Linked DNA regions of Mus musculus: all the other regions are linked to region 1. A link is a contact called in public ChIA-PET, HiChIP or PLAC-seq and promoter capture Hi-C data. All regions are on one chromosome and are shown on one strand. The core of a region is the stretch at or near the end of the contact, and the rest is flanking DNA. Distances in the headings are between cores, read along the strand shown. Region 1 holds the start of Pik3r5 (phosphoinositide-3-kinase regulatory subunit 5). Region 2 overlaps Myh10 (myosin, heavy polypeptide 10, non-muscle). Region 3 overlaps Stx8 (syntaxin 8). Region 4 holds the start of Myh10 (myosin, heavy polypeptide 10, non-muscle). Region 5 overlaps Myh10 (myosin, heavy polypeptide 10, non-muscle). Region 6 overlaps Stx8 (syntaxin 8). Region 7 overlaps Stx8 (syntaxin 8).

Evidence for each region. Promoter capture Hi-C pulls out the DNA fragments that hold promoters and counts their contacts. HiChIP or PLAC-seq counts read pairs in DNA pulled down with a chosen protein or histone mark. ChIA-PET counts read pairs in DNA pulled down with a chosen protein or histone mark.
Region 2: a contact with region 1 is called in an RNA polymerase II ChIA-PET map of memory CD8 T cells, with 7 read pairs. The contact joins the enhancer-like site here to the promoter of Pik3r5 in region 1. A contact is called at or near these places in 5 of 39 promoter capture datasets (the C10 cell line, embryonic stem cells, frontonasal cranial neural crest and 2 more), 2 of 115 datasets of contacts at active chromatin or transcription factors (large pre-B cells and memory CD8 T cells) and 1 of 9 other capture datasets (embryonic stem cells).
Region 3: a contact with region 1 is called in a FOXA1 HiChIP or PLAC-seq map of pancreatic cancer cells. The contact joins the enhancer-like site here to the promoter of Pik3r5 in region 1. A contact is called at or near these places in 6 of 39 promoter capture datasets (the C10 cell line, the SN4741 cell line and embryonic stem cells), 2 of 115 datasets of contacts at active chromatin or transcription factors (large pre-B cells and pancreatic cancer cells) and 1 of 9 other capture datasets (embryonic stem cells).
Region 4: a contact with region 1 is called in a promoter capture Hi-C map of 3T3-L1-derived adipocytes, with 5 times the contacts expected there. The contact joins the promoter of Myh10 here to the promoter of Pik3r5 in region 1. A contact is called at or near these places in 12 of 39 promoter capture datasets (the 3T3-L1 cell line, 3T3-L1-derived adipocytes, the C10 cell line and 8 more), 1 of 15 datasets of contacts at CTCF or cohesin (the NIH/3T3 cell line), 1 of 484 Hi-C or Micro-C datasets (embryonic stem cells) and 2 of 115 datasets of contacts at active chromatin or transcription factors (memory CD8 T cells and pro-B cells).
Region 5: a contact with region 1 is called in a promoter capture Hi-C map of embryonic stem cells, with 4 times the contacts expected there. The contact joins the enhancer-like site here to the promoter of Pik3r5 in region 1. A contact is called at or near these places in 8 of 39 promoter capture datasets (the 3T3-L1 cell line, 3T3-L1-derived adipocytes, the C10 cell line and 3 more), 2 of 15 datasets of contacts at CTCF or cohesin (large pre-B cells and pro-B cells), 5 of 484 Hi-C or Micro-C datasets (adipose-derived mesenchymal stem cells, embryonic fibroblasts, myocytes and 2 more) and 6 of 115 datasets of contacts at active chromatin or transcription factors (T-cell acute lymphoblastic leukemia, bone marrow-derived dendritic cells, bone marrow-derived macrophages and 3 more).
Region 6: a CTCF HiChIP or PLAC-seq map of the NIH/3T3 cell line shows a contact between it and region 1, with 6 read pairs. The contact joins the enhancer-like site here to the promoter of Pik3r5 in region 1. A contact is called at or near these places in 2 of 39 promoter capture datasets (the 3T3-L1 cell line and embryonic stem cells), 1 of 15 datasets of contacts at CTCF or cohesin (the NIH/3T3 cell line), 2 of 115 datasets of contacts at active chromatin or transcription factors (embryonic stem cells and large pre-B cells) and 2 of 9 other capture datasets (embryonic stem cells and pancreatic islet).
Region 7: an H3K27ac HiChIP or PLAC-seq map of large pre-B cells shows a contact between it and region 1, with 6 times the contacts expected there. The contact joins the enhancer-like site here to the promoter of Pik3r5 in region 1. A contact is called at or near these places in 2 of 39 promoter capture datasets (the SN4741 cell line and embryonic stem cells), 2 of 15 datasets of contacts at CTCF or cohesin (embryonic stem cells and stem cell-derived epiblast-like cells), 1 of 484 Hi-C or Micro-C datasets (embryonic stem cells) and 9 of 115 datasets of contacts at active chromatin or transcription factors (double positive thymocytes, embryonic basal ganglia, embryonic forebrain and 6 more).

What each region holds. Positions count from the first base shown.
Region 1 is chr11:68,430,755-68,433,454 of GRCm38.p6, reverse strand. Pik3r5 (phosphoinositide-3-kinase regulatory subunit 5) reads right to left here and starts at 1,330. Exons shown (of 19, transcript NM_177320.2): 1 at 1,193-1,330. It overlaps Gm32046 (a long non-coding RNA gene), which reads left to right and starts at 1,370. Exons shown (of 2, transcript XR_388771.3): 1 at 1,370-1,544; 2 at 1,777-2,700.
Region 2 is chr11:68,767,248-68,769,947 of GRCm38.p6, reverse strand. Myh10 (myosin, heavy polypeptide 10, non-muscle) reads right to left here. Exons shown (of 41, transcript NM_175260.2): 13 at 1,576-1,749. Among named protein-coding and RNA genes, the nearest start is that of Myh10, 77 kb to the right of the region's middle. Within about 2 kb of position 1,332, at least 13 of the 459 cell types and tissues checked have an H3K27ac peak or open chromatin away from gene starts, as enhancers often do. A contact at or near this core is called in memory CD8 T cells, where this site is marked.
Region 3 is chr11:68,088,739-68,091,438 of GRCm38.p6, reverse strand. All of the region lies in intron 6 of Stx8 (syntaxin 8), which reads right to left. Among named protein-coding and RNA genes, the nearest start is that of Stx8, 120 kb to the right of the region's middle. Within about 2 kb of position 1,403, at least 71 of the 459 cell types and tissues checked have an H3K27ac peak or open chromatin away from gene starts, as enhancers often do. A contact at or near this core is called in the SN4741 cell line and pancreatic cancer cells, where this site is marked.
Region 4 is chr11:68,690,520-68,693,219 of GRCm38.p6, reverse strand. It overlaps Myh10 (myosin, heavy polypeptide 10, non-muscle), which reads right to left and starts at 1,305. Exons shown (of 41, transcript NM_175260.2): 1 at 1,038-1,305.
Region 5 is chr11:68,789,598-68,792,297 of GRCm38.p6, reverse strand. Myh10 (myosin, heavy polypeptide 10, non-muscle) reads right to left here. Exons shown (of 41, transcript NM_175260.2): 23 at 2,056-2,193; 24 at 1,558-1,681; 25 at 264-435. Among named protein-coding and RNA genes, the nearest start is that of Ndel1, 62 kb to the left of the region's middle. Within about 2 kb of position 1,322, at least 11 of the 459 cell types and tissues checked have an H3K27ac peak or open chromatin away from gene starts, as enhancers often do. A contact at or near this core is called in embryonic stem cells, where this site is marked.
Region 6 is chr11:68,071,084-68,073,783 of GRCm38.p6, reverse strand. All of the region lies in intron 6 of Stx8 (syntaxin 8), which reads right to left. Among named protein-coding and RNA genes, the nearest start is that of Stx8, 110 kb to the right of the region's middle. Within about 2 kb of position 1,418, at least 21 of the 459 cell types and tissues checked have an H3K27ac peak or open chromatin away from gene starts, as enhancers often do. A contact at or near this core is called in the NIH/3T3 cell line, where this site is marked.
Region 7 is chr11:68,011,063-68,013,762 of GRCm38.p6, reverse strand. It overlaps Stx8 (syntaxin 8), which reads right to left. Exons shown (of 8, transcript NM_018768.3): 5 at 2,324-2,448. Among named protein-coding and RNA genes, the nearest start is that of Stx8, 46 kb to the right of the region's middle. Within about 2 kb of position 1,337, at least 4 of the 459 cell types and tissues checked have an H3K27ac peak or open chromatin away from gene starts, as enhancers often do.

The sequences.
Region 1 (2,700 bases), core at 81-2,580:
CACACACACACACACACACACACACACGTTTACGTAGCGCACAGTTCAGCCCCTCGGTGGGAATGAGTCTCTTTAAACATACAGATTCTATGTGCTTGTAAGAGCTTGTAACAATCACAGTGGAGGGTTGCCCACGAAGCTCTCATTGCGTTGTGTTCTTTCATTTCTGACCTGACACTGCAGCTCAGACATACACAGCCAGTTTTACAAATAAGGAGATGTCATATGCCAGAACCTGGCTGGACTTCAGGTCTCTATTCCGTCTTACACCTTACCAAGCAAACTCCCCCATCAAGGCTTAAGAACCCTATTTAAAATGTGTTTCACCTTGGAAAGCTGTACTGTACAACTGGGTTCCAAAGACTCGACAGGCATTACAGGAGCATAGCTCTGCTCTGGGAACCGGGCCTTACCAGGCAAGGAAAGCAAAGTGGACCGCCATTCAGAAAAGGCCTTCAGGTGAGTTGGCCTGCTTTTAGACCTCCTGTTGCCAAAAGCCACCCCTCCTCTCGACAGGAGGCTTAACTCACTTCATACCACATCCTGCTGCTTTCATCTCGCCTTCCTTTTCCCTCTGAACAGCCTCCTTCCTCCTACTGTCCTGAACTTCTTGCATATTTACTACTACCACCCTAGGATGGGCCATCATGCCAGTCCTACCATGCACACACGTGTATACATTCACACACTCATACTCGCGTGTCTCCGGCGTGTAAACACTGTGCTGGGCGCGCAATTCCCAGCCCGCAGCCGCGTCTGAGAGTCACTAACTTTGGGCAGCCTGAGGCTCGGTGGAGGATAACGCCCCGGTCCTGATGCCAAACAACTCCTGTTGTCCACGTTCCTCCAGAGAGTTCAGAGCCAGAGACAGGCAGGTTCCTTCACTCCAGAGCACACGGTGGCTTGTAACCCAGCAGGAGGCTGCACACACACACACACACACTTGGCCGCATAGCTACTTCAATCTTGATGAACAGTCCTGGGACGCCCCTTCTGCCTCTGGGTTTGTCCCATGGGTTTGTGGGCCCCGGTCCCCTAGGTGGACCTTAACTATAGAACTAGAAGGTCGCCAACTGTCCAGCCTACCGGCTGCAGTTGGAGCACACTACTCCAGAATGGTCCCAACCTGCTCTGGCTGTGCTTCGAGCTCTTATACGCGTCCTCAGCACCCCCTGGCTGTCCAGCTACACACCTGCAGTCCCCGCTGGGCGCCGGGCGCCGAGCCCCTCTCCTGCGGCGACTCTCAGCAGTTGGGGTGAGGCCCCCGACCACCGCTCAGCGGCTGGAACCGGGCAGCAAGTCCCAGCATCTGCCGGGTCTCTACAACCCTAGGGGAGGCGGGGCCTTTGGGGCGGGGCTTTGGGGGCGGGGTATGACCAGGGCTAGCCGCCCAGCCGGGCTCTCTCGCCCTCTGGTGGCTCGATTGTGTCAAGCCGGTACATCCAGCCCTAGAGTTTAGGACTCAAAGCAGTTGCCCTGCGCTAGGACCCCATCCGCTTCGGCTTGTGTACCAGTACTGAGTAACACAGCTCCCCAAAAGTAAGGTGAGGTTCCGTGGGGCGGAAGAGCGTTTTGTCTGTGCAGGAGGGGTGGGTGGGGGCTTCGGGGAAGGAGGAGAAAGAGGAAGCTCCGATGAGCTGCTTCCTTCTCGCAATGCGACCCAGCGCCCCACTTCCTCCTACTACTTCTATTTTTCGGGTGCTCTTAACCCTTAAAAGGCCTGCACCCCTGATGTGCTGAGGAGTAAGCACCCTGATTCCTCTATTCCGTCTACAGGAATCTTCCTAGAAACTTCCAACCAATCCAAACTTCCAGCACTGCTTCTGCAACCTCTGATCTCACAACCCACCACCTCTACACGGTACCAGAATCTCTCATCACTTCAGCTGGGTTCCACCTTCCCAGTAGTAGATCTAGAACCGACCACAAGGTCATACGTTATTGTTGCTCAAAAGCCACAACCCTACCTGAAAGCTAATGTAAAAACCCAATGGTTTTTCTTTTCCTGACTCCCTAAATACCAAGAAAAAGCAACTTCCCTAAATAGACAGAAACAGAAAGTACCCTTTGGGCGGGCGCAGAAGTTGGAACTAGGTGGGAAGGGGCTCAATGCCCACCATAGGTCTAGCCACAGTGATCTCCATCCCAACTACCTGTTTACAGGTGAGGAGCCCGGCCGTGGGCAATGTGGTCCATACAACTCTCTCCCCAGTCTCTACTTTATTCACAAACATGTTGACATTTGGAGGAGAGGGATGGAGGAAGCAGGCTTCACTGTAAAGAAGCAGACAAGATTGGCAGTAGGTGCCTGAAGGAGAAGATAGAGAAGAGCGCATTTCACAGTCCAGGAATGTGCTAGAGAAGTTGTGGAATGTTTGACTTCTTCTGCATTCTTGCTATTCCCAAAACTGAAGGCAGAATAAAGCTAAAACCCCGGGAAGCTCAGGACCTCAGAAACCCAGCGATGCTGCCCTCCAATGGCACACCCTCTTTCTTACTAGCAGCTGTGGCGCAGATGTTGAGTTTGAAATTTTCCTCCCTTCAACACTGGGGTGTGTTGTTGTCCCTGCAGGGCCAACCACCAGACCTCAAGAGCACCTGGCATCTTCTGGACAGAAATTAAAGTGACAGCCACTAGAAGCAGTGTCCCCAGTGCAGCTGGAAAGACCCATGGGTGCCTCTGTCACTCGGTGGTGCCAC
Region 2 (2,700 bases), core at 83-2,582, 340 kb before region 1:
ACAGTGTAGAATTAGTGGTATGATATAGCACAAAACTGCTGAATTCCAGCCTTAACAGGTTCATTTACATTCATTTACGCATGTGAATTATGTCTTAATTAAAAATAATAAAAAATCTACAGCTTGCCTTTTCTTCGATGACTTTCTTTTTCTACATAAGTGACTTGGAAACAGAAATAAAGTATTTAGAGAGCAGCAGGCTCCTTAGTAGTGCTTCTGGGCTATTGTTTACTGCTATAGCGCCAGTGCGGCCCCAGCATGTGACACGGCACTGAATTCACATTCTGAATTTTTTTCTTTTTGTATAAAACTTTAGAAACTATTTTCCTCAGGTATTTACTGGATGAAGATGCTATCTGGAAGGCAAGCAGGGGTTACAGTTGAGTATAAACGAAGCAATGTGATGGTGATAGATCCAGGCACTTGCTGAATGAAGCACACGGTTCATGGGACCTAGGAACCCTTCTACAGCGAGACCCTTACCCCTGGGTTCCTTCTCAAAGAGCTTTCGGGGTGTCAGATCAGTTAAAGAGAGATGATAATCCACATTGTCCGAGGTTAGCTACTTCTAGAGAAACCATGGTCACAGTGGCAGGCTACTGTGTTAGGGTTACAGTGGAAGGGAGTTAATAATACTGAGCCAGGGTCATAGAGGCAAATAGCTGGGGCTACTGAGCCAGGATCACAGGGGCAGGTAGCTGGAGCTACTGTCAACGGTCTGAGAAATTAAGCATGCCACTAATGTTAAGGTCATAGGAATTATAACATTCAATTTCCAATCCCCTTGAATGAAAACATTCCTAAATCCTAGATCTGTTTTATTATTTTTATGTGTCTGTGAACATGGGTGCTGGTGCCCATGGAGGCCAAGAGGGGAAGTCGGAAGGAGCTTACCTCCTCCTGCCTGGAGTGTCTAAGATATGTGGTTACGGTGACCACTGTACCACCCAGTGCTGCCCCAGAACATTCTCTCACTCCCTTTCCAGCATCTGTCTCCAGCCTTCTGGCCCAGAATCATATGTCAGACCGTAAGTGGAGCAGGAATTATCATGAAGGGCTAGCTTACTCTATCTTGGCAGAGCTAAGCTATGGACTATCCCACATCGTGTGTCCTTAAATGTATATTTGCCAAAAGAATGCCTCCTCAAACATACTTCAAAAACAAAAAACTGTCAAAAAATACTTACAAAAGGCTGAGCTCAAATTCAATTATCTAAAAACTAAGTTTATGTGACACATTTTGTTCTCAGCTAAGTGTCCCTGTATTACCTAGGAAGGAAGTGGAGCGGCACACGCCCTTTGACAGGTACACACCAGTGCAACCATCATACTGGTCTCTGTGGTCTGTGAGGACCACAGCACATTATCTGACACATGCACAAACACAAGGACAGGGGATTCAAGGCTGCACCTGAGGAGACCTAACAAAGGCTCTGACTGCCAGATCACACACTTTTAAGTAAATCGTGTTATCAGAGTATCATTTTCTAGATCGTCTGTCTCAGATTATGCCAGAAAGAAAACTGAAGTCTCTGCTCAACAGAGCAGGAAGCTGGGCAGGGAGGAGGCACTCACAGGTCTCTCTATCAGGTCGATGCAGGGCTGCAGGTCCAGGCCGAAGTCGATAAAGTTCCACTCGATGCCCTCTCGCTGGTACTCCTCCTGCTCCAGGATGAACATGGTGTGGTTGAACAGCTGCTGCAGCTTCTCGTTGGTGTAGTTGATGCACAGCTGCTCGAAGGAGTTCAGCTGAAGGTTTTGAGTCATGGGAGGAAGACAGGAATACTTAGCCATCTAGTTACCCCAAAAGCTCATTCTAAACTATTCCGTAGGCAGCACAGACACTACTAAAGCTATGACTATCCTAAGGGAGGGCTCTCTGTCTCTCACATCTGCCCCACCACCACAGCACTGTAACAAGGTAAGAGAGGGCTTGTGAGACTGACTGCTCAGTGAGTAAAGGTGCTTACAACCAGGCCTGATAAGCTGAGGCCAATCCCCAGGAGTCATGGAGTAAAAAGATAACTGAATTCTGTGTGTGCATGAGTATACAGATGCATACACACACACACACACACACAGTGTAGCAGAGAGACAGAGAGGTGGTGGTAAGAGAGGATAGCTACACCACATTACCAAACATCTCAGTGCTTACTAATGAACAATTAAGGAATAGAAATAAAGAATAAATGAAATACAAAGCGAGGAGAGGAAGAGCAACGTCAGGACCTGGAGAGGGAAGAGGCTCAGGGTATCCTGGTGAGCTTGTGGGCCTGTGAGCTGCAGGGAGCTACAAGGAGCTACAGGCTGCACCTGCCTGTGTTCCATTCTCTTCACGGAGGCAGCAGGCTCCACAGTGATGTAAAGGATGGACCTAGGAATCAGCTTAGGAATTGTTGCTGGGAGCACAGTCTGAGCTGACACACAGTGCTCTTAATGAATGCAAGGCTCCTACTCCTGTTTCTATGGGGTCCTTCTTGCATCAGCTGCCTGACCTTAGCCGATGTCAAATGTGACACTGCTCTGTTGTGACAAGTGAATCTGAGCATCCTTCATTCATTGCTGCCATTGCCCTCATTTGTCTGTGAATGCTGTCCCCCGACACCCTTGTCCTATTGTTCTGCTTAGTAGATAGATTAATTTAGACATGTAATTTTCTTAATTTATTCACCTATAAGTACAACCCATATTCTATTTCCA
Region 3 (2,700 bases), core at 154-2,653, 340 kb after region 1:
GTGATCAACCACCTTTGTTGCTCTTCTAGAGGACCCAAGTTTAATTTTTAGCATGGAGGCTCCTAACTGCCTGTAATTCTATGCCCAGGGTATCTGATGCTTTCTTTAGACCTCCATGGGCACCAGGTGTGCATGTGGTGCACATACGTGTGTGTGTGTGTGTGTGTGTTTGTATGTATAGTGAAACACCCATACACACATTTAAATAAATAAAAATTCTAAAGTTATTAGTTTAAATTCCTACCTATGGGTTTCCTATTGCAGGGCACCTGGTAGGAACTCCTGCAGTGCTTCTGGAAGCCACCACTCTGGAAGCCACTCCATGGGGATGTCCCCTTGCCTGTTCACACCTTACACATGGTGGGGCGAGGGGAGGCAGTGAGCAGGGGCAGGTTAGGCAGAAAGCAAGGACCCCTGTCATGTTTTCTCCGCACCTCAAACCAGAGCCTTTCATCTGGGTCTGAAATGTGCAACAGAGGCCTGTGCTAAGACCCTTCCCAACTGCCAAACAAATGGACAGGGAGCTCTGTGTACAAAGAGCCAAGAGGTGCAAGAAAGAGCTCAAATAAAGGAACATCCAAGGAATACTCCCAAGACGAAGCCATTAGACACTAAGTCAGTGTCACAAGCTCAGACCTACCAAAAGGCAACAATGTCACACCCTTGACAACACTAAGACAGAACCCTGACTGTTAAAGAAACAAGGAAGGCAGTTACTGTACACTAGGGGCGAGCTTTAGGAAATATGCCCCAGAAGACAGAAAAGGGCATAAAAAGGACGAAACATGTTAGCAAATAAAACTGAGAGGTGGGGGATAAAGAGCTGGGAAGACAGATGAGATAACCATCAAGTAAAAGAAAGAGGACTTTTCTCTGATGTGGTAAACACTGAGTCTTCCTGTAGGAACAACCAAAATGTAAGCATTAGGTATCCGTCGTGGACAGTGTTTATCATCTGCAGAGATTGCGCCTGCGGTTCCTAACATTCAGAATACAGATACAATTCTGCAAGCATTAGGACAGCAGCAAGGGAGGAAACTCCCCAATAAAGGAAGGACACGATCTATCACACAGCATCCAGGAAATACCAGCAAACAATGGGGTAAAGAGATGTGGGGACAAATGACTGTGATCTGGGGGGACTCAGAATCTAGCCACTCGAAGCCTGCATCTGCACTAACCACAGTACCAGCCACTAGGGAGACTGAAGTGAGGTGACAGCTTGAGCCCAGGAGCTGGAGCCACATGGGTGACATAGGAAGGACCTCTATCCAAAACAAAGAAACCATCCTTGAGGGGCTATGGTGTACTCACAAAGAAAGAGACCGCAGGCAACTGCACACGGAGTCAGAGACTACTCGCCCATCTCTGGAATGCAGGGAATGAGGTCATAGAAAAGGCATGAAGCGGGATCAAACTACACAGGTTTGCTAAAGTGCTTAGTGCCTCACAGGATGCAATCACTCACATCTTCTGGCTGTGGCAGGCAGCCTTTGGCCATCGTGCCTCTTAGCCGCCATTCCGTCCCTCCTGGATTTTTATTCTTCCCAGGCTGCACTTGCAGTGAAGTTTGTGGGGTCTGTGGCAGCATCAAAAAAATTGTCTGAGTCGCTAGCTGACTACCCATCTTTAATTTCCATATATTTAAAACCACCAAGAGCTGCCACATTTTCAAACTCCAGCAAGATCACCTGACTACTTTTTTTCCATGGCAGATGCTTTTGTTAGTAACTAGAGCATCGTGTCAGAACACAAAGTGAGTGTCGGCAAGACCAAACAGTAAATACCACATGCTAAACTCATTCCGATTAGCAGAACTATGTGGCGGAGAGACTTTGCCTCACGCTGCACTAATGCTCCCCGTGTGTGGATGGGATCTGTTGGGCCAGCTTCCATTTGCAGATTCCATTTGCGGATTCCATTTGCAGAGAGAGTGACAGAAAACATGATAAACGAACAGTATGTCATAACAAAGAATTACACGGGTGTATGTGTATATACAAATATTTCTGTTTCTATGTCTGTATATGCATGCATAGATTTATATGTTAGAAAGCATATTCTAAATTTTTTGCAAACATACAACATTTATGTCTGAACAACATGTCAGAGACAATATTGTAATATCACTTACAAAGGACATTTATGTACCACACACATACCATTTCCCCACCAAAATATTTTTCAATATTTTCAGTCAGGGGTTGTGGCTCATGCTGATAATCCAAGAACTTAAGGGCAGGATTGCCACCAGTTTGAGGCCGGCCTGGGTTATACAATGAACACCCTGTCCTTCATATTGTTTTCAGATAATGAAGAAATGAATGGGGAGGAGGGGACTCAAGTTGGTTGAGTCATTATATAATAACAGAAGCTATAAATCACAGTAGTCAGTGATACCACAGAGCTTGAATCCAGGGACAGCACAGCCATGAAACTAGGAGCTAATTAACATTTCCATATTGGTTGTGAAATACAAGTAACTCCAATCCACAGTTGAGTCAATTATCACAAAGTGTGTATTTTTTAGTGTCTGTGTAGTACTGAGGACTGCACCCCAGGACCTAGAGCACACAGGACAAGCGTTCTGCCACTCAGCTCCAGGCCCAACCCTAATAATCAGGATGCGGCTATCCCAGTCACATTTTACCTAGGCCAAGAAAGGAGGCTGGAGAAACCCTAATATCATCCTCTCCATCC
Region 4 (2,700 bases), core at 56-2,555, 260 kb before region 1:
ACTGGGGGCCTCTCGGGTCCCTGGGCCGCATCCGCCCACCAAAGGCCCACAAAGCCCCGCCAACGCCAAGGACTCCACAGCTTCAACTTCCCTCCGACCCAAATCCACTTCGATTTTATAGGATCAGAGTATGACACCCTAACTACAGAAGGCTAGGGAGAGATTCTGCGGCGAGCCATTACCAGATCACTTACACAATAAAGCGATCCAGAGGCGACGGCTGACCCTCCCCCCGGCCGCTCCGCTACAACGCGCCCGGGCCACATTTCCCGCCTCGTTCTCCCCAACGGCCCAGGCCTCGCCCGGTGTCCACCTCCCGGTCCACCACGGTCCCCAGCGAGCGTGGCATGAGGTCTAGCTCCAGCCCTCCTTCCCGAGACCAGCTCTGGAGCCTCTCATCCGTCGCATGCTCCCAAGACCATGCAGTTTCAGGCCACTGGTCCCTAAACCGCACAGATCCAGGGTCCGCCTTCTGAGTCTTCGGAGAACCTTTCAGTCGCACCCGGGGAAATCTAACTCCACCTAACCCACGGTGCAACCCACCCAGGGTCCCCTTTCCTTCCTGGGCCCCCAGCACCAAGATCACATCCCAGGACTCAGTCCTCTCCTAAAAGGAGATAGACACGCCGGGCGCCTCCGGCCTCTTATTAGGGCACTCACCTCCCAACCCCACGCTTCCAGGGATCCAATGCAACCAGGAGTTGGTCCCTACATCCCCATCCCCAGATCTCCATTCTCATCCCTTTCAAGAGTCGTCCTCACGTATGACCTGGCCCTGATCCATGAAGAGGTCTCATTCTCAAGGACCCCATTTCCCACCCCTCCAGGGGTCTCTTCATCTCCATACACTGGGGTCTCGTCATCTCCACAAGCTCCGCTCTCCACTGCCCAGTCTCCCTTTCCCAGCTCCCGCCTGGGCTCCGTCTCTGTGCTCCAGGCTCGCCCAGTTCCCCAGCCCCGGTTCCTCCCCTCCTGTTCCCTCAACCGTCCCCACTCCCGGAACGCCGCACTCGGACCCGGGCAACTGCTCGTCTCACCTTCAGCCGAAGATGGTGGCGCCGGCACACGTCCCCAGCAGCGACCACAGATCCAGCGTCTCAATTCCAAACCCACCGCTGCCTCCGCCGGGCTCCTTTAGCACTGCTGCTCGCGCCTGCCCCACCCACTCCCACCCTCATTGGGCCATCTCCACGCCCATCACTGCCGCCCCCAGACCCACTGGTCGGTTTGCGCGCCCATCTCCCAGGAAAGACGTTAGCAACCCGAACGAAGCTACCTTCCCAAGTCCCGCTCCCTCCACCCACCTGGAATGATGCTCATTGGCTCCCGCTCCCGACCTAGACCCACAGACTCCCAATCTCATAGGCTGCTACTCACGCCTGTCAGAGACTCCGGGAGGTGCGGCCGGGGCAGTGGCGGGTGATTGGCTGACTCTGGAGGGAGATGGACAGCTGAAACTAGGAGCCTGGCGATCCCGCGAGGCAGAGATCGCCGATCTTGTTGGGGTGTGCGCGCTGCGCTAGTCAGGGCTGGGTGGACAGTGGGGCAGGTGTACCGCAGCACAAGTCACCAGCTCCCACTGGTCACGTCTCTCTATTGCGTCGGGCCGCCGCTGCAACCCACTCGAGCGTTCTGCGGCCCGTAGGCTTGCCGCAGCCACTGGGTCCCTCAGCGGGACCGGCTTTCGCCGAGGAATCGCCAGCTCCCGGAGCTGCCTGCAGGGGCGGGGCCGGAGCGCGGTCCTGAGGCCTGACGTCACCCTGGAGCTTCAGTGGGTGGGAGCCGCTGCTTGCGGCTCACCTGCAGTGGGGGAGGGGAGCCTCTCGGGCTGGGCGCTAAAGCTCTGTCCTGACCGGGCTGCAACCCTGTGGCGGCCGGAGTCCCCCCTTACTGATGCTTCCTTCCTCTCGTGACCCGCCGCAGTTGGATGTTTGCTTGCTCTGCCTCTTAGGCAGGGCTGAGATTCCAAAAATACGAGAAGCAAACGGGCCTGGCAGAGAAGACCAGAGAGCGACTTCATTTGTTCACTCACTCATTCATTCCAGCTCTCTATGGAAGAGGAACTGGGTAGGGCTTGCAGGATTCCTGTGCTGTTGTCATAGCCCCTAGGGCTAAAGAACCAGTGGTTCAAGTGCCTTAGAAAGGTTCATGGACCTCAGGTGGGAGTGGGCTTCCAAAATAAGGAAACTGGAAAATTGAAGTTAAAAAAAAAATGTAATGAAATGTCTGCAGAATCTAGTCAACTCTTAATTATACATGTATAAATATAATAAAGTAAAAAAATCACAAGAGCCAAATGGATTATTGTTCTTATAAAAAGATAAATATAAAATACTTTATTTTAAAACTGCCTCAGGATTTTATGTATTTAGTATTGTATATATGTGTGTGTTTTAATGGATACTTTGTAAATGCCTGAGAAACTTCTAGACTGATTTTTTTTTTTAAAGTGAGAAAAAAAATGAAAACAAGGCAGGAAGTGATAAGAAAGGGTTGGTGGAATTCAGAGAAATCTCCAAGGCAGCTGAATGCAGAGCCCTTCCGGGGGAAGTGAGAATTCTTTGTCCTTTGTCCAGGTGCATCTGGTCTCCAACCCCACATGCCCACTAGGGTGGCTGCCCCCTTCCAGGTGTCTTGTGACTTTGGCACTACATGAAGAGTTCTATCCTTGTGAAGTCTACCGAGGAAGTATAAGTTAGT
Region 5 (2,700 bases), core at 73-2,572, 360 kb before region 1:
GAAAGGAACCATCTGCTACAGTAAAGTGGCTTGCTCTCTGGTGTGAGCCCCCGGGATTGAGATGCCATTTGTAAACACTAACACTCTTGTGAGTCCTCAGAGCTCTTGCACTACTTGTGTGTTGCTAGGTTTTTCATGAATGTATGTCATAACCAACATCAAAGAAACTATATCTTGTTCCTTGGGGCTTTCCTGTGCTCCAGACCCAGGCCACCATGCAGGACCACAGGCCTGCCCGTCCAGCTGCCTCCCCGACTGCAGACCTGGCCAGCGCCCCCTGAAGCTCCTCCTCCTTCTTGGTCAACTGGACTTTGAGCTCATCGACCTGTGCCTGCAGCTCAGCGATCTGGTCCTGCAGATCGGTTGTTTCCCCATCCAGCTTCCGTTTGGCCTTTTCCAGTTCCTGTCGAGTTTTCTCCTCCTTCTTCAAGCGTTCTGTAAGGCAGGACAGAAGCAGCCCTTCACCACACTGCAGAGCACACACAGTAAGTGGATGTGGTCATGGCTCTGATAATCCCGAGTCCATGCTTGGTCATCTGAGAGCCGCCAGGATGGAATGGCGGTGAGAAGATGAGGATACGGGTAGGGTTTGAAGGAGAAATGGGCATTGTCCAAAGCTGCCCCTGCTTTGGAAAGGGGTCTATCCTGCTAAGAGCCAAGATGATCTGGTGCTGTATCACACCATCCCTATGCCCAGAACTGGGAAGGAAGCTAACCCCAGGCTAGCCCCCAGCCCTAAGATGGGGCGAGCAGACAGAGGAGCAGGCAGAGGCCACATGTTTGCCCTAAGAAAGGCTGTACCACTTCTGTTCCCGTGATTTGCTCAAGCAGTGTGACCCGTGAGTCCTAAACTCTTTGACAAGATTCCTTCTGCTAAGATGCCCCAGGATGGGCACATCCACCTCATGGGCATCGCTTTAGCAGAGGACCCAGAGGGTAGCAAGGAAGTTGACAAAAATAAGTTTGTGCTGATGGTCCATCTTTTATCTACATCAACCAAAAAACCAAAACCAAACCCAACAAACAAATAAACAAACAAACAAAGCACCTAAAATTCCTCCCCAACCCCAAGTATTTTTTTTTAAACTATACAAGCCCATGTTTCCCATTGTAAAGTATGCTTAAGGAAGCTGGTGGGCACGCCTCTGCAGGGCCCCTACAGACAGCACTCGCTGTACAGACAGCAGGATTAAGGACAGGTCATCCGACCTCACAGCTTCTGTCCTGTCGTCCGCCATCTTGACTGTGACATCATAGCAGCCAGAGTTGCTGCCGCTGCCTCTCCCCAGTTTCACCTCTGACCCACCAGGCTCTGCCATTGGCCAATCCCTTTGTGAGGTGTCACCAGGGCACTTCCTCAGTGTTTGGAGCCAATGCCCAGAACGTCCATTAAAGGCAAGTTAAAAAGAACAAAGGAACCCATCCGATTCCATTCCACCCACCAGACACCAAGCCACGCAACCTGGGAGGGTCTCTGTTAACAGAACTCCTCATCTAAGCAGTCGCCGGGCTGTTCTGACTCAGGCACAACACTAAGGTCTCTGGGCCAACACCAACCTTCTAAGTCCGAGATCATCACTTCTTGCTTATTCCTGATTTTGGCCAAGTTTTTTGCCTTTTCTTCCTCTTCAGCCAGCTGAGAGGAACACTCAGCAATTCGGTCTTCCATGAGTTTCTTTTCCTAAGTAGAAAAAAAATCTATTTCAGAAAAGACACGCGAGTTTGGGTTTGGGATTCTCTCTGATGTGAGAAACAGTGGGTAACGGGGCCTAGGGGGTGTTCCCAGGGTAGCCAGTGCTCTCCTGGTGCCTGCCTGCTGCCTGCCTTGTGCTCAGAGCCCAAATACCAGATGCACTACAAGTGGCGTAGATGGAACAGACTAGAAAAGGTTGTAGGACATTTGGCTAAGTAGAGCCTGTCTTTAGAACTCCTTTACAGAGAAAGTAAATACAACTGAAATTTTCTCCAGCACTTTCTCTTCCTCGCATGGAGCCACATTCAGTGAGTGTCAGCTTTCTGTTGCATCCTGATAAAGTAAGACGGAAAGGGTCTTACTTTGATAAATTTGGAATTCTGGTCTTCGAGAAGCAGAACCTCCTCTTCCATCTTCTTGATTTTAGCCTCTGCTGTCACCTTCTCCAGCTGCAGCTTTTGCCGGGCCCCCTCCTCCTCATCCAGTTGTTCTTCTAGGTCCTGGGAAAAAAAAAAGCCTACGTCAGTGTCTCCAGTTTCTCCACCAGCTTCAGCTGCATAGCAAGAGCACACAGGAAAAATGGCTTGTATTTGTGAGTATGAGACAGATCTGTGAACCTTCACAGGGTTAAGTTTAAATTGGGTCAGTCCAACATGGCAAGCTCTGCAACCACGCTTTCAAATACAACTGTAAGAAATCGTCAGGGTGATTCAGATTAAAAAAAAAAAAAATCACACAATAAGCGGGGTGGCAGCCACGACTGTAACTCTAGCACTTAGGAGGCTGGAGTTGCAGGCCAGCCTGGGGCTGTTAACACTGGCAGACCAAGCCAAACACATAACAATACACAAAACTATGAGCATGCTGCAAAGGCTTTGGCAATTAAGCTTTGGTCCATTTGTGAGGAGGTATAACCTGTAATTGAAATTCACATTGTACAGTAACAATCAGCAACCCAGGAAACACCTGGGACAGCAGCACCGACCGCATCAAGCGTGCTCGTCCAG
Region 6 (2,700 bases), core at 169-2,668, 360 kb after region 1:
ACAGCTGCTCTTGGCTGGGAGCAAGACATACTTGGAAACCTTGTTTCCTAAGTGTTCAAACCCAGAGCAAGTTTCCCAAGTACAAATTAATTACCAAATTCTATGTGTTGACAAGCAAACACTCAACTGTTTATGCTTCAATTCAACAAAGGAAATTTTAGCATATTACTCTTGAACCTCTAAAGCAAACAAGCTCCATGGATAGGATATACTTTGTTACAACCCCCCTTAAAGTGCTTAAAAACATTTTAATCCTGAAATCCAGCATGTAAAGGGAAACCCAAAAGATCTACATATACAGTTTAACAAAACAGTTACAAAGTGAAGACTGTGCAACTATCACACGCTGGCCCAACTTGGCAGCACCATACTGGACTCAGCCTCGTAAAACTCTACACTCATTCAGCCAATAAGCAATCAACAAACATCTGCAATATGCCAGGCAGCGTGTTAGATGCACATTTGGACACTTGGCCAGTATTACTTACTAGCATGTTTGCTCAAATCACAGCTACCACAGAGTTCCTGATTGTCACTTATCTCAGTTTCAATGCAAATAAATACACAACTTATCATATGGACAAGGAACATTTTGCTCCAATAAATCTATCTGGGAGGCTTGAACTCAAGGGATATTTAAGAATATATCACTGTGGAAAGAACCACAAGAAAGGGCTTGATGGCCAGTACCACTCAGATGTGAACTTTTCTCTCTGACCTACACGAACAGTGACTGATTAACCCTTGAGGTTAGGCCTCTTCCTCCACAACAAAGGCCTCTCCACGCGGGAGCTGCTTACAACTTTCCCAAGCACCTTGCAGAGAGCTTTATTTATCACGCCAGGATTAGATCTGAAAAAAGCATTTGTTCCACTATAAAGACAGCAGAAATCCCTGGTTAGAAGACTAATGTTCTTTTAACCCGAAGAAAAACCGAACCCATGGCTCTGCCCGAAGAGAAATAGTTTTGCCTTATTAATCACTAAGTTCTCAAGTCAACTCAGTGTGTGAGAGCCTCAGAAGCAATTCAGCTGTTTCCACATCGGAAAGTTCCAACAGCACATAGTCCAGGATAATGTTAAAACAATACACACGGCAGCACCGCTTCCTTACTAGGCTCCATTTCGCTGGGAAAGGGGGAAATTTAAGCCAAAGGATAATTTACATGAAGAGTCTACAAAGGAGGATGTATGAGATGAGTCACTAGAATGTGGACAGAAAACCTCTTCTAAATTCTTTTAGGATCCATGCAATACACAGAGCAATAGTGTATATAACTTTATAAGAGCAATTATAAAGAATGATCTAGAACTTCACTCACAAATACTTTTGTTTTTATTGGTGCTGGTGATTAAAGTCAGGGCCTTGTGTGTGGCACGAACAGATACTATCACTGAGTCACACCTTTGGCCACATCTCAAGATTATTACTAATGGGATGTGTGACTTAACTATCCTAAGGGGATCTGGGAGCCTCGTAATTGTAAGCTCCTGAGTTTCTAATCTCAGCACTGGGAAACAGGAGAGGGAAGAAGGGAGGGAAGAGGAAGAGGAGGAAAAGTTGGCAGCTAATGCATTAAGAGTGGTGAAGGTTATCTATGAAAGAATACACACACACACATACACACACACACACACACACACACACACACACACACACACACGAGTCTAAAAGGTAAATATCTTTGTCATTATTCAAGCAAGTGTGAGAGTCCTAAAGTCAACAGAGAGTGCTGAGCCAACCTCAGCTGAAAAGCCTGTGAATGCTTAGAAGCCTTGGTGCTCTTCTCCCTCACGGCCACTTCCCCGCCAGCTTGCCCTCTCATTCTATTAAGAGAGTCTCTCCATTTGGAACTGTGCCCAATCCTTTTTAAGGGGAAAATTTAAATGCACATACAAAAGTAACGGTAGGGGTAGGTGGAAAAGACCGCAATCCCATCCACCTTACAGGGTAAGGCAGGGTCGGCGCCTCCTCCACAGTGAAGAGGCTTGCTTAGATTACTGGGATAGTTTCCAGGCTAACTGCTCTCCCACTCCAAGACTTCTCATCTGCTCAGTCTTCATCCCCACCTATCCTATCCCCAATCACTATCAAAATTATCTTTCACATTGTAGTAGGGCTGGTAAACTGCCTACAGAGCAAATCTGTCTATCCCCTCTTCTCTCACTATAAATAAAGCTTTATACACTACATTAGAATGCACCTGCATTCACTTATTTACATATCAACTATGGCTGCTTTGCCACACCTTATAATGTGAATTGTTCTTTTTTATCTTTTATTGAAGTCAAGTCAATACTACATAGAAGTAGTACTTTAAACAATTCAGGAGCATTTAGTACATTCATAGTAGTGATCAAATACTAGGTCTAGTTTCAGTCTCTTTACCCCCAAAGCAGTTCAGACCCACTGCCCTTTCTTCCAGTTCACACCCACTGCCCTTTCTTCCAGTTCACACCCACTGCCCTTTCTTCCAGTTCACACCCACTGTCCTTTCTTCTAGTTTATACCCACTGCCTTTTCTTTCAATTCACACCCACTGTCCTTTCTTCCAGTTCACATCCACTGCCTTTTCCTTCAGTTCCTGGGGATCGCCAATCTAGAGTTTTACAGCTATGCATTTACCTATTACAGATATTTCAAGTCAATGGGATTATACAACATGTGAAAGACAGTGTCTGGCTTCTTCTACCAAGTACA
Region 7 (2,700 bases), core at 88-2,587, 420 kb after region 1:
AAAATAATAAGGAAAAAAAAGATTCAAACTTGGATTCAAATAAACACGTCCCATGAGGAACAGAAACAAGGCAAGAACATCTATTTTCAAACCTGTACTAGGCTGCAGCAAGTACAATATGGCAAGAGGAATACACAGAAGGCATCTGCAATGAAATTAGAAAATCCAATTGTCTTACTCATAGAAAAACCCGCAGATTCCACACATAAGCTACTAGAGCACACTAGGGAGAGTGGGCACAGTTGCGTGATCCACAGACAACACAGATATAAACAGCGGCTTTATATATGAGCAATAATCAGACACTGGACATTTAAAATGCTATTTACAATACAAGCGTAAAATATGTAGGGATAAACCTGACCAAGGGCACGTGAGGCGTGCATCATGAAAACTAAAAAGCAATGCTAAGAAAAATGAAAGACTATGTGAGATTTACTTAGTGATAATCCAGATTACGGATTGAGGATTCTTGCTGATGTCACATTAGTTCTCTTCTAAAGAACCTAAATATGTCATCTCAATCAAAATTACATGTGCCTTGATGCCATTTAAAAAAAAATTCAAAGCTGACTTTAAAATTCAAATACAAGTATGAAAAACCAAAGTATACAAAAATACCAAGAAAAAGAATAAAGTCTGATGTCACATGTCACTTGGTTTAGTGATCTATCAGAGAAGCACAAAGCTCATGCCCCCTTAAAACAAGCAGATTATTGGAGAATAGAGCAAAGAGACAGGGCCATATATGTTTATACATGTATGTGTATACATGCATATATGTATATACATGTATATATGTACATGGCCATTTGATTACCTTTGACATTCATCAGTGAAAGCATTCTTTTTATTTTATTTTTTGAATGGCTCGAAGCCAGAAGGATATCCAAATGGAAAATGCACCTGTGCCTATATAACAATTCAAAAGAGATCTGAGAGACTTGACGTGAAAACCTGACATTATAAAGTTACTAGAGATGAAAAGGCAATAAATCTTGTGGCTTTAACCTACTGAATGTTTTCTTCGATGTAATCAAAACAAAAATCACACAAGAAAAAAACCTGATCAACTGGACTTAACAACATCCGTAGTCTGAAAACTGTCACTGAGAGACGCTTGTCACCTTGTCGCCGCCCAGCCAGCCGCCCTTGCAGGATCTTAAGGAAACTAATTTTCCTTCTAAAAACAAAACCCAAAGCTATCTGACAAGAGAACGGTGAGGGGGACATATGAAAATATCTTACAGGTTAATGAAAGAGGAAGAGAAAACTAAAGACATCTTAGGGGAATAAAAAAATCAGCATGTGTGAAGAAGAGTCACGTGACAATTCAGATGCATTTAAAAATTAGCCATAGAGAAAGAAGCCAGATCCCCTTCCCCCAAAGAGGGTAGATACTGTATGAGTGTACTCCGTGAAACTGGAAAATAGAAACCAATTAACAGCGACAGAAAGCAGATCAGCCGCTGTCGAGGAATTGGGGAGAGACAACAGGAAGAACAGGAAGACCCTCAGAGGTAGGCGGAGGAACTTCTGCAAGCTGTGTGCACTATCTTGACTCCAGTGATGCTTTCTTCAAACATACACGCACATGTGTATGTGCTGGGCTTACATGCAAACACATGTGTATACTGTGTCAAAGTTCATCTAATCGTTGAGTTTGTGCTGCTTATGATAATGCCAATTGTATTTCAGTAAATACGTCTGTAGAAAGAGCAGCAGGCACCCTGACATGGGAAAAAGCCATAACATTAAGTTGAAAACTATGAAATGTTCACATAGTGAGATAGCTATGTACCTCACGTGCTATTTACATGTGTACTTAAATACTAAACATACACATAGATGTATACTAAACACAGACATAGATGTAATGCAAGCGGGACTGTGGATACACATACTAATCCACCTCTAGTTTTGAGACTGGAGAGGCATCACAAAGTACTCTCTGTCTTGTCTGTCCCAAATCTTGCCTGAACCCATAGCAACAGTACATTACTTCTGAAAGTTTAAAAAATGAGAAACTTTAAAAACAGCACACTTTAAAGCAAAAGTGTGGAACCTACAAATAAAAAGGTAAAACAAACAAACAAACAAACAAACAAACAAACAAAAAACCCTGATGGTCCAGATGAAGTTGAGGGTAAAAGCTGATGTGATGACCATGGAGTCAGAGCAGCAATGAAGTCGTTGCCTCAAGCAGCTTGAGGCCAAAACCAAGAGCTTTACTTTTGGACTCTAGCTTTCAGTAGAGATAAAGAATAGTCAAGCACAGCAGAATAGCCAGGCTTGTGAGCCACAGTCCTGGAGCAATAGGTACCTTGAATAATTTTCTGCTGCTGTTGTCGGATCTCATCAAAACCCAAACCTCTGGTCTCCTCCGGCTCCTCACAGAGCCAAGGGTTGGGAGTTCCTCGCTTTGCTTCTTCGCTCATCAGGCTGGACCTGAGAACAATAGCAAGCACATTACATATCTCACAAAACACAACCGGCTGAAAATCACTGTGACGAGCACGGAGCTGGCCAGCCTGGCACGCTTTGCAAAGCCATCTCCACAATTTATCGCACTCTTAGTTTATTCTAGGGACCATGCCCAGGGCTGTAAGAGATCTGAGGCTAGGCTGTGGTCCCCAGACAATTACACAGCATTCTACTAACCCTCCAAAGATGGTGGTAAATTAGGTTGTTAAGTCTCAA